2 separate regions of the Mus musculus genome follow, and region 1 is linked to region 2. The links are chromatin contacts, called in public promoter capture Hi-C maps. All regions are on one chromosome and are shown on one strand. Each heading gives the region's core, a stretch centred on a gene start, on an enhancer-like site or on the middle of the called end of the contact. The rest is flanking DNA. Distances are from core to core; before and after follow the strand shown. Region 1 overlaps Txnrd2 (thioredoxin reductase 2). Region 2 overlaps Tango2 (transport and golgi organization 2).

What was found. Capture Hi-C pulls out chosen DNA fragments and counts their contacts.
Region 1: a contact with region 2 is called in a promoter capture Hi-C map of adipose tissue. The contact joins two enhancer-like sites. A contact is called at or near these places in 6 of 39 promoter capture datasets (embryonic stem cells, hippocampal neurons, liver and 1 more), 2 of 115 datasets of contacts at active chromatin or transcription factors (embryonic stem cells and large pre-B cells) and 4 of 9 other capture datasets (adipose tissue, embryonic stem cells, liver and 1 more).

Annotation. Positions count from the first base shown.
Region 1 is chr16:18,462,804-18,468,284 of GRCm38.p6, reverse strand. The region is part of intron 11 of Txnrd2 (thioredoxin reductase 2); the gene reads right to left. Among named protein-coding and RNA genes, the nearest start is that of Gnb1l, 33 kb to the left of the region's middle. Within about 2 kb of position 3,849, at least 37 of the 459 cell types and tissues checked have an H3K27ac peak or open chromatin away from gene starts, as enhancers often do. A contact at or near this core is called in adipose tissue, where this site is marked.
Region 2 is chr16:18,320,341-18,325,528 of GRCm38.p6, reverse strand. Tango2 (transport and golgi organization 2) reads left to right here. Exons shown (of 9, transcript NM_001359109.1): 2 at 1,079-1,172. The coding sequence starts at 1,117. Among named protein-coding and RNA genes, the nearest start is that of Mir185, 4.5 kb to the left of the region's middle. Within about 2 kb of position 1,923, at least 40 of the 459 cell types and tissues checked have an H3K27ac peak or open chromatin away from gene starts, as enhancers often do. A contact at or near this core is called in adipose tissue, where this site is marked.

The sequences.
Region 1 (5,481 bases), core at 2,600-5,099, 140 kb before region 2:
TCAATCAATAAACCATCTAACAAACATTTCTCAGAGCTGACTTCTACGGCTGGCTTAGAATCCCAGGTACTTTGAGAGGCCAAGGCAAGATGATTGCTTGAGCACCGGAGTGGAAAGCTGGCTAGACAACAGGGTAAGACTGTTCCCAAAAGAGAAAAAAAATTCTCAGAATAGTCACTGAGAAACTTTTCCACCTGACTGCAGAGGGGCAGGGTGTTAGCTCAGTCACTGAGGGGACTGCAACAGCCTCTGGCTCACATAAGAGAGTCTGTCAGTGCTCCTTGTGTAGTTATGACAACGACTAACTACTTACCCACAAAGCACTGCACCAATCAGTACACTTTAGAGTCTGTGGGCACCATCCACTGAGGATGGTGTCCCTCTCTAATGATGATTTCCAAAACATGGGTATGAATCAGGTGCCTGATGATACAACTATGGTGTGACATTAGTTTGCAGGGGCCAGACTCTAGAACCTTCCAAGTACCCTCCCAGAACCAGTATCAGTGGTTTCCAAATCAGGAGAAACCAGGCCTTCCTTGGAGGTAAAATGGCATTGTAGACATCTGTCTGTCTGTCCTTGCTGTATTGTCCTTACATCAAGCCTGATTTGCTTGACTCCATGACACTAGAACCACAGCTCACTCCTGGGTCTCTTCTCAGGAACACCTAACGCCTTACTAGACAGACTGGGGGAGCATGAGACCTCAGAGCTGTGTCTCTAGCCCATGTTCAGGGCCTCTGCCCAGGTGGGGCCTATGGGTCTCTTTAAATGGGGACAGCATGCAGGGTCCCACTGGTCTAGGTGGCAGGGCCTATGGTAGCCTCCAACATCTAATAGGCCCTAACCAACCTCAGCCATGTGTCTTCTTACTGTTTGCCCCTCGTCTACTTTCACAGGCTCACCTTTGCACAGTGATGTGCTCTTTCATTCCTTTGTTTGCTGGTCTTGTTTTGTCTGTTTTGCAATGCTGGATGAACCCAGGGCCTCACATGTGTTGGGCTAGCTTCATCCACTAACCCTAGTCTTCTGATCTAATGAGACCAGGTGGCATAGTATATTATGTCTCACAGTGCAGAGGAAGGTTGCTCCCATAGCCAAAGGTGAGACAACCTGGGCTCTACAGGTGACCCAAGAGACAGAGACCTTCATGAAGATACATAGGCCACCAATGTGGGGGAGGCGCTGAAGGCCTGTAGGTTAGCCTGGATACCAGTACTTTCTCGACCTCCTCAGTGCCAGGTCCTGGAAAACTTAACCTCCTCAGTCCCTTCAAGAACTCCTTAAATGTGACAGTATCCTCTGACCCCTTCCTGCTTTCCTTCCACAGGGCTGCCAGTACAGCTTCTCCCCCAGATAGCTGCCTGGGTCACCAGTCCTTCTGTGCAGAGCCCTGTCTTTCTTCTGTATCTGGGACCACCGTGAGCCCCTGAGAACTATGTGCTTGAATTTCTCTGATGTTGATGACAAGGGGAGCCCCTGATGTTAACTGAGGGGGCCTTGAGCAGGGCACGCAAGTGTCCCCTTGTGAAAACAGGGTGCACCTACATACAAGTGCACACACACACACACACACGTCTGTCAAATAAATCAATAAGAAGATTAAAAGCGGTATCCTATAAAGAGGGTAAGAGGTCAGTCATGGTGAGACATGGCTACCACCACAGTACTCAGGTAACTGCAGAGTAGGTTCTAGGTCAGCCAATGCTATATTGCAAGACCCTGTCTCAAAAAGGCAAAACAAACAAAAGAAAGAGAAGACAGTGGGATGGAGGTGAAAATACTAGTCTAAACACATCCTTTGACACTTTTTGTTTGTTTGTTTGGTTTATACATGGTTTATATATTCAAAAGAGATACTAACACAAGGAAAAAATTCCAAAAACCACAAACAATTTTAAATAAACGAAGCAACAGGCTGTGAGAGCCAATGACAGGATCACTACAGTTCTCTCAGCATCTTTGGGGGACAGTTTGGGAACCCCAGAAACCCACATCTGCACAAAGTCTCCCCCACCCTTCGTGCACTTGGCCCATGTCTAGGTGACTCCCAAGACCGACTGTGAATCAGTGTTAGGTACCAAGCTGCTACGCTGTCACTCGGCCACAAGCAAGCACCGTACGTATGTGCTCAGTCGGTAGAGTGTCCAGCACGAGTGAAGTACTGGGTTCAATCCCCGCAGCAGGCTGTGGAACCAGAAGGCCAAGGTCATCCTTGGCTATTCAGAATGTTTGAACCATCCTGGGCTACATGAGACCCTGTCTCAAAAATGGCAACGAATGAACTGTGGCAGAGCACCTGCTTTACATGTCCAAGGTTCCGTGGCCAGCACTAATGTACCCTCAGTGACTCCAGAGCTGTGGAAACCCTCAGATGCACACACAGGCCAACGGCTCTGAGGACACAGGGAATGTTCATGTTCACGGTGCGGATTCGCTCTTAACATGGAACTTACATAGATATCTATGCACCTTTCCAAGAAGACTGTTAACATCCTGTAATGTCAAATTTGTACTGGAAAGTCATGGTTTCTTCTCTTCCAAAATATGTAGTTTTGACCTCAAAACAAGTATTGAAGCACAAAGAGCCCTGGAGTGGCCCTGGTTTCAGCCTGGGCTATCCAAGGCCTTCCAACCACAGAGGGAGCCAGGCTCCATCGAGTTGCAAAGGACACAGCAAAGCATGATACAAGAGTCCCCCAGAAGCCGGGCATGGTGGCGCATGCCTTTAATCCCAGCACTCGGGAGGCAAGACAGGCGGATTTCTGAGTTTGAGGCCAGCCTGGTCTACAAAGTGAGTTCCAGGACAGCCAGGGCTAAACCCTGTCTCGAAAAACCAAAAAAGGCAACATGTCTCAAAGGGAAGACACCACTGTCTGGGGTGACCCCAGGGAGGTGGCTGTCCTATCTGTATAAATTGTAGGGTATCTGGGTCCATGCAGGCCTCATGTGAGCTAACTGGCTGGTACTTCCTCACATGGGAGGTCATTCTTACACTTCCCCAAATGCCAGGACTCTTGGAAAGTATTTGATCCTTCCTGTCTCCCCTGCAAGCCTCCTTCAGACAGGCTCCAAGTGTCACCTCCCACTAACAGACTATCTCTCTGCATGGACAGACTAGGCCCCGAGTGTCCAGAACTCACCGGATAGCCTGCAACATGAGCCGTGCGAGGAGCATGCTGACCGGGGCCAACAGGGAGAACAAGGTAATCCATGCCCTGCCAGACCCTCAGAGTAGGCTTGTCACTCCCTCACCAGGAGCCAGTTGTGGTGCTGAATAAGTAAGGCTGGTCTCAGAGCACAGGTCTCAATTTGCCCTCTCCTACACACCCCTGTAGCTGTCCAGCACACTGATCACAGCTGAAAGCAGATGGGTTTTCAGACAGTGTGTGAACCGAACATGCACCCTCAGCTTCAGCTTTTGGGAACAAAGTCCAGGACAGGGAAGGGACAGGCTTGTTCCTCTTGGTGTCAGTGTATCTGTCTCCTCATGCTCTACACAGTTCTGAGCCTTCAGGAAGGGTAGCGTGTGAGCTTCGTCATAGCTCAGCTGTCGGGGAGGTCCTCTTTGCCTTGGATTCAGATAACTGTGGCCCCTGAGCAAGTCCCCCAGAGCCAGACCGCTTATGCCTCTCAGGAGCTCAAGACAATTCCCCACTGACAGAGGTGATTTGGCATCAAAGGCATAGTTCCCACAGTTTTTGGTATCTGGGACAAGCTAGACTTCAGTCCAGGAAGTGGGTGGCGCCCACCTAAACATCTGGCAGATGAATCTTTAAGTCTCCAGCTGTTATGCTGGATGGGGAAGTCAAAACACAGAGACTCGGCTAAGCCTGGCTGCTATAGTTGGCTTGGGCTTGGCTCCAGCCTCTTGGCACTACTCAGCCACAGGAACTGGGTGTGGGCAAGCAGGCACCATGGGGATCAGCCTAGACTCAGGCAGTGGGGGGGCCACATCAGAGGAAGGAGCTGGGCCATGGGTAGGGATGGAGTGCATAGGAGGAGGTAAAGGCTCAGGAGCTTAGGGGCCTGAGGTTCAATCCTCGGGTCCCTTCTCCAGCTGCTGGGTCCAGCTTGCTCAGTCACTGCTGGAGCTGGAGTGGTCAAGGGAAACACTGTTAGGCTGCTCTTGATTCTGACCACATTGTTCATGATCTTCCTACACATATGCCCACCTGATCCTGTGAGGCCAAGAGCATCTCTTTGTGTTCCTTGTGGTAACTATGGTAACTACTGCTCTTGCAGATGCCAAAGAAGCTCTGTACCAAGATCCTTACGGAAATAAAAATACAATTAAATGATGCTTAATGACAAAGATTCATTTGATAAACGTGTCACTGAGTTGTTTGTCATTGTGTGAAGAATGAGTATTCTTACACAAACCTATACACTCTAGACTACCTCACAGGAAGACCTCTGTGGTACAGGCTACAATTGCATACAACATTCACTACCTGAATGCTACAGGCAACTGTAGCAGAGCAGGTCTGTGCCTCTAAACAGGTTTATTTCCATAGACCTTGCCATAGCATTACAACAGCCTTGGTGCCACCGTGCCAGAGAAATTTTTTAGCACTGGGATAATCTTCCAGGAAGGCTGGGTGGGATACACTATACATACATCTGAAAGTAGTACCAGGAGAGAAGGTAGGGGAGAAACTAAGTGCCCTTCATGGTCTATTGCAAAGCCAAGATTTCTTAGAACATGATGTGTTTATACATTTGGGAAGTACACAGGCATGTAAGCTGAGTCAAGTCTGCAGTATGAGGAACAAATGTCTGGCTGACTAGAGAGAGGAGAAACTCAGTATGGCAAAGAACTTGGCTAAGATGGTTTGTTACTGCTTCTGGAATGGATAGTAGAAGAAGGGAGGGAAGGACCATGGCTATACTGAGAAAGCTGTTATCAGCATGGTGTGGGCCCCGAAGCCAGAGAAGCCTCCCTCACTAGGCATCCTATATTGTGGAGCCATTCACTGGGGCTGAGACAAACTCTGAAGCCAGGGCACAGACCAGGGAGCAGGGTCTGTGGTCTGTGCCCTGTGGGCATGACCTAGGTCATAGCCCCACAGTTCCCTCAAGCTCTGCTCTCTCCCTTGTGATCAGAGCTGAGTCCAATCTCCCTGCTGACACTGAGGGCCCACCAGAGTTGTAGGCGCCTCTTCAGCTCAGGTCTGGAACCCAAGGAAAGTAGAAAACAGGTGCAGGTGACAATCCAGGGACCATCCACCTAAGCAGCTGACTCTAGGTGCTCCAGACCCCGTGACATGCTCATAAAATGAGAAGCAAGCACAACAGCTGTGCTCAGGTGATGCTAAATGGTGGCTGTCTGTCCCTCTGCACTGTGCTCAGCGCCTGGTCTCCAGACCCTGCTGTGCCCAGAGCCTCAGCTCTAGAGTAAGTGTGGTGGCGGCAACATACTCTTGAACATTTGTTTCTCGATGTGCTAAACTGCCTGGGCTCCACCAGGAAAGAGACCT
Region 2 (5,188 bases), core at 674-3,173:
CTTTATGTGTGCACCAACTAGGACCAAGGCCACTGCACAAACCCTCTCCAAACCTGAGAGTGAACACAACCTGACCTGAGCCCTAGGACCTCCAAAGATAGGACACCAGCTACCCTGACCTCTGAGGCTTCTATTTGTGACATGGTGGTCTCCTCTGGACATACACGTGCTCACGAAGACAGAGTCAAATGACTTACAAACACCATGCACAAGTACACATGGCCAGAGATACAAAGTGACATAATACTCCTGTACTTAGGCACCTCAGCAAACGCACATCTACCCCTCCATTTACTGCTTGGCTCCCTCAGTACTGGAACAGTTGCTTGGCTGTCCCAGGTTTCAGCTGCAGGCATTAGCTGTGTCCCGGAATATGACACTAAATCATTGCGTTTATGTACGGTTCAGGGATCTTCGGGTCTCCGTTCCAGAGCTGATGCATAGAGATTAGCTCTGATCTCAGGACCAGAAAATAGGGGAATGCCTTCTGGGCCCCAGAGGCTCTGGGACATGGGGTCCTTGCCCCAAGGGACTGTGTACTTCGTCTGTGTTTCCTCAGCACCCAGGTGTGTGTGCATGTGCTTGGCACTGGTTTCTGCCTACTAATGTGGGTACGAAGAACCATTAGGTCCTTTGGGGTGGGCGTGTGTGTTAGGTAAAGGCCTGAGGGGACATGGGTCACAGATCATCCCCAGTGAGTGGGCCCTGATGCCTGGCCTTGGGCACCATGAGCTGAGATGAAGGTGTCTCCCTCTGTGGCTCATGGGCAGTACTTGGTGCGACTGCTGGGGAGAGGACTTGCTACTCCTTCACTCCAGCCTTACGTGTGTGGTTCCTATCGCTGCTGCTGCCCCTTCCAGCACCCACTCACCACTCCCATGTAGCATGTCCAGGGTAAGGGAGTGTCATGGCGGTGGACTTACAAGCTGATGCTGGTGGGCCCAGGTGAGGGGAGATGTCTATTATGTCACCAAGCATCTGGTGCTCACCAGTCCAGCCCCACTCACTGATGGAGAGAGACATCCGAAAAGCCCTCTGACTCTGCTGTTCACAGCTCATTGTTCTCCTTTTCCCACAGACCTTGTGACCGTGTGAGCAAAGCCACCCTTGCAACCCATGTGCATCATCTTCTTTAAGTTTGATCCTCGTCCTGTTTCCAAAAATGCATACAGGTAATGAATGCCCTTGTTCTGCCTCCGCCAGGCTGCTCCAGGCCTGAGGTCCACGGCTGTTCCTCACCCCTGGGGTGCCATATATGCAGGAGACAATGGCAGGCTGCTGGGTGTGTGTCCTCTGAGTAACTGAGTCTTGACTTCTGGTTGCCTGGAGACATCCTGTACAAGCCTGGTCCGGCTGTCTTGGACAGTGTCTGCTTAGCATGGGGTGCTGGGAGGAGCCCACCCTAGAGCAAGGGCTCAGAGCTAATGTGCAGGTGTGGCGAGACAGAGGGATGAGGCGAAGTTCTGTGGCCTGTGATTAGGGTCACATCTGCAGAGCTGGAGTAGTGGTGACAGAGAGGGGCGCTGCTGGGTTGGGTTGGGTGAGGTGTCTGGCTGGTGGCAGATTGAGGAAAGCATCCATGGGTTTTAGCTGGAGTAGCTGAGTACCAGCCAAGGACATGGGAAACAGTAGGCAGAGAAGGGAACTAGGGGCCAGCCCTCCCTGCTCTTCTAGTGCCAGTTACACGCAGGGCAGCCCCTTGGTTCTTTAGCATGTGCCAGCATTTGTTTGTCCATGTAGAGCACAAGGCAGAAATTTAGCCCACAACTGGAAATGGACTGTGGAACTCCTCTCTTACGTTTGTCTGGAACATTTTCAAAATCTTAGGATGTGTTCCAGAAACAAAGTAGTTTCAGTGAGATCCTCCTGTTGAGTCACTTTGTGGAATGCCTGGCACAGTGGCTGGGTTCCCTCATTTCAGTCTAGGGAATAGGATGTAGGGACTCAGCATTTCCTCTTCTACAGAGGGCAGGCAACAGAGCTGGATCAGGCTAGAGGAGGTGATTCTAGTTTTCTGGCAGAAGAGTTAAAGGGAGTTAGTGGAATCCTACAAGGAAAATGATAAACAGTTAGTCACATCACAGGCTATCTGGGGAGAGCTGAACAAAGTAATGAATTCCCAAAGACTGGATGTGAGAAGCAACCACTATACTGTTTGCACGGAGCAGCGCCTATCTGTCGTTCTCATACTATAATCCTCAGTGAGGCTACTGGAGAGGTAGCTTGCTGCTCTTCCAGAGAGCTGGGGTTGTTATCAGGACCCACATGGTTCTCACAACTGTGTGTAACTTGAGTTCCAGGGAATCCAGTGCCTTCTTTTGGCCTCCACAGATGCCAGGCACTCCAGGGATACACAAATATATATATAGACAAAACAGCCATACACATACAATTAAAAGGGGAGGGGGTATGTGTGTCCATGGATGGCACAGTTGTGACTCCTTAATGGCCAAAATATTCTTCAGGTATTATCCTGCTAGATCTTTCTGGAGTCTGCTGTCTAAAGTACCTAAAGCTATGACATTGGTCACAGAACAGGTGCTAGGTGAAGGTGCCTACCCATTGGTGCTGCTTATATTGTGCATTGTGGGAGCTAAGACCTGGGGAGCACAGGTCTCAGGAGCCTCCTACCTGTGAAAGCAGCGAGTGTGTCTCCGGTGCCTTCTGTTAAAACCTAACTGCACCAGCAGCAGAGTTGAGCTTCATTTCTACAGCGCAGGCAGTAAAGGGTGGCTGTGAGCCTTCACTCGATAAGCTGGGAAGTGGCATGGCCCCTCCTTGCTCTCCTCAGCCCTTACCCCTTACATTCATGCAAACTTCCCCGCACCAGCAAAAGCAAAGTTGTGTTTCCGTTTGGGGTGACATGGCCTAACATTCATGCAAACTTCCCCACACCAGCAAAAGCAAAGTTGTGTTTCCGTTTGGGGTGACACGGCCTAACATTCATGCAAACTTACCCACACCAGCAAAAGCAAAGTTGTGTTTCCGTTTGGGGTGACACGGCCTAACAGTTCCGTAGTCTTGGGTGATGTGTGAATCCTGGGTTTGGCCGGAGCCTACTTGATGGTTTATTCCTTGAAGACCACCTGCAGGTAAAATTAAAACAGGAAGAAAGAAAGATAAGAAATTGGCAAGTGGGGTCTAGTGAGATGGCTCAGTGGTTAAGAGCACTGTCAGCTCTCCCAATTCCCAGCAACCACATGGTGGCTCGCATGGTGGTATAAGGGGATCTAATACCTTCTTCTGGCATTCAGGTGTACATGCAGCAAAGCATGCATGCAATAAATTTAAAAAAGGAAGGAAGGAAAGAAAGAAAGAAATTGGCAAGTATACATCACATACAGTAGGTAGTAAAGTCCTATGTGAGCCAATTATGACTGCACACAGTGGGCTCAGGCAGGACTAGGTAGATGGGAAGGAGGAAGAGGATGACACACAGCAACAAAGGCAACACTGCTACCTTCCTGTTCCCGGGGGTTACCCTGTACACCTTTCAATTATGCTGAGCTGTTAAGAGATCCACACTGAGACCTGGTCTGAAATCTTTGTCCAGCTTTGGGTGACTGAAGTTCACCTATTCCTCTCTCACAGGAGAGTAGTCGAGGCTGTACATGTGGCAGGGTCCACCCACCTCAGCCCTGCTGGAAGACTCTGCTTCAGCAATCCTGGTCTATAGGGGCAATCGGTGACATTCACCAGTCACCACCTGGGCCTCACTGCACAACACCTGTACACTTAGTTAGTCTGAGACCCTGGAGACCAGTCTTGACCCAATCAATAATAGGATAATTAAAAAACAGACTTAGAAGACCTGAGCCTTAAATAACAATTGGAAACCAGATGGCTCACACCGGTATTCACAGCAGTGGGGAGGCAAGCAGGAGGATCAGGAAGAGTTCAAGGCCAATGTGGGCGACATGAAACTCTGAGGAAAAAAAAAAAAAAGATTGAACATAAAGCCAGGCTTGGTCCTCAGGTCTTACCTATGGCTGTTACAGATGGCTTGTGAAGTGGGAGAAAAGTCTCCTTAGGTTTGTTCCCTTAGAAGAGGTGTGTCCCAGGGGATGAGATTTGAGGTTTCAAAAGACTTGAGCCACTCCCAGTAACTCGTTTCTGCGTCTGACTTGTGGATTAAGTTGTGAGGTCTTAATGTTCCTGCCAGCACACCTTGGCTTGGCCATCATGGATTCTCGCTCTCTGAAGCTGTGAGCCCCGAATTAAACACTTTCTTTTATAAGTTGTTCTGGTGGTGATGTTTTATCACAGCAATAAAGAAGTAACTAGATAGCTACATACAACCACAGGATGTTATGGGTAGAATATGTCCAGGTTCCTACCTTTAAATTCTAACTGCAGAAGCTGGAAAGATGGCTCATCAGTTAAGAGACTGACTGTTCTTCCAGAGATCATGAGTTCACTTCCCAACAACCACTCGGTGGCTCACAGCCATCTGTAATGGGATCTGATGCCCTCTTCTGGAGTGTCTGAAGACAGCTACAGTGTACTCACATATAAAATGAAGAAAATCTTTTTTTAAAAAAATCAGAAAAAAACATTCTAACTACAGATGGGTGTAGTAGTGCAGACCTTTAATCCCAGCATGCCAGAACTAGAGCCAGGTGGCTCTTTACGAGTTCTAGGACAGCAAGAGGTACAGACTGACCCTATATCAAAAACCAAAAAAAAAAAAATAAAAATTCTGACTGCCAGTATATCAGAATACAACTCTCTTTGGAGACAGAACTTCAAAGAAGTGATTAAGGTAAAATGAAGCTACATGGATGGGCCTTGGTTCCATATGCTGAGTGTCCCGAGAAGAGATGAGAATATAGAAGACGGATGCTGTGAACAGAGATAAAGGTCAGGGACCTTGGCAGAAACTCCCTGCCAGAGCCTCCATCTTGGACTTCCAGCCTCCAGAGCTACGAGACAATGAACTGCTAATGTTGAAGCCACCAGCCTATGGTGATCTGTCAACATACAAGTCACTGGTCTGTGCTTCTGATGGAGATGAAGAGACCTAATGGATCTCACTAAATTAGCCCTGGGCAACTGAACAAAAATAAGTCATATTTTCCCAAGTTCACTTTGGTAGCTACTTCTATCCCAGCCCCAGGGATGTCTGGTCATGGTGGCAGACTGCAACCCCCAGCTGTCACCTTAGGTATGGCCAAGTAGCCTTCTGAGT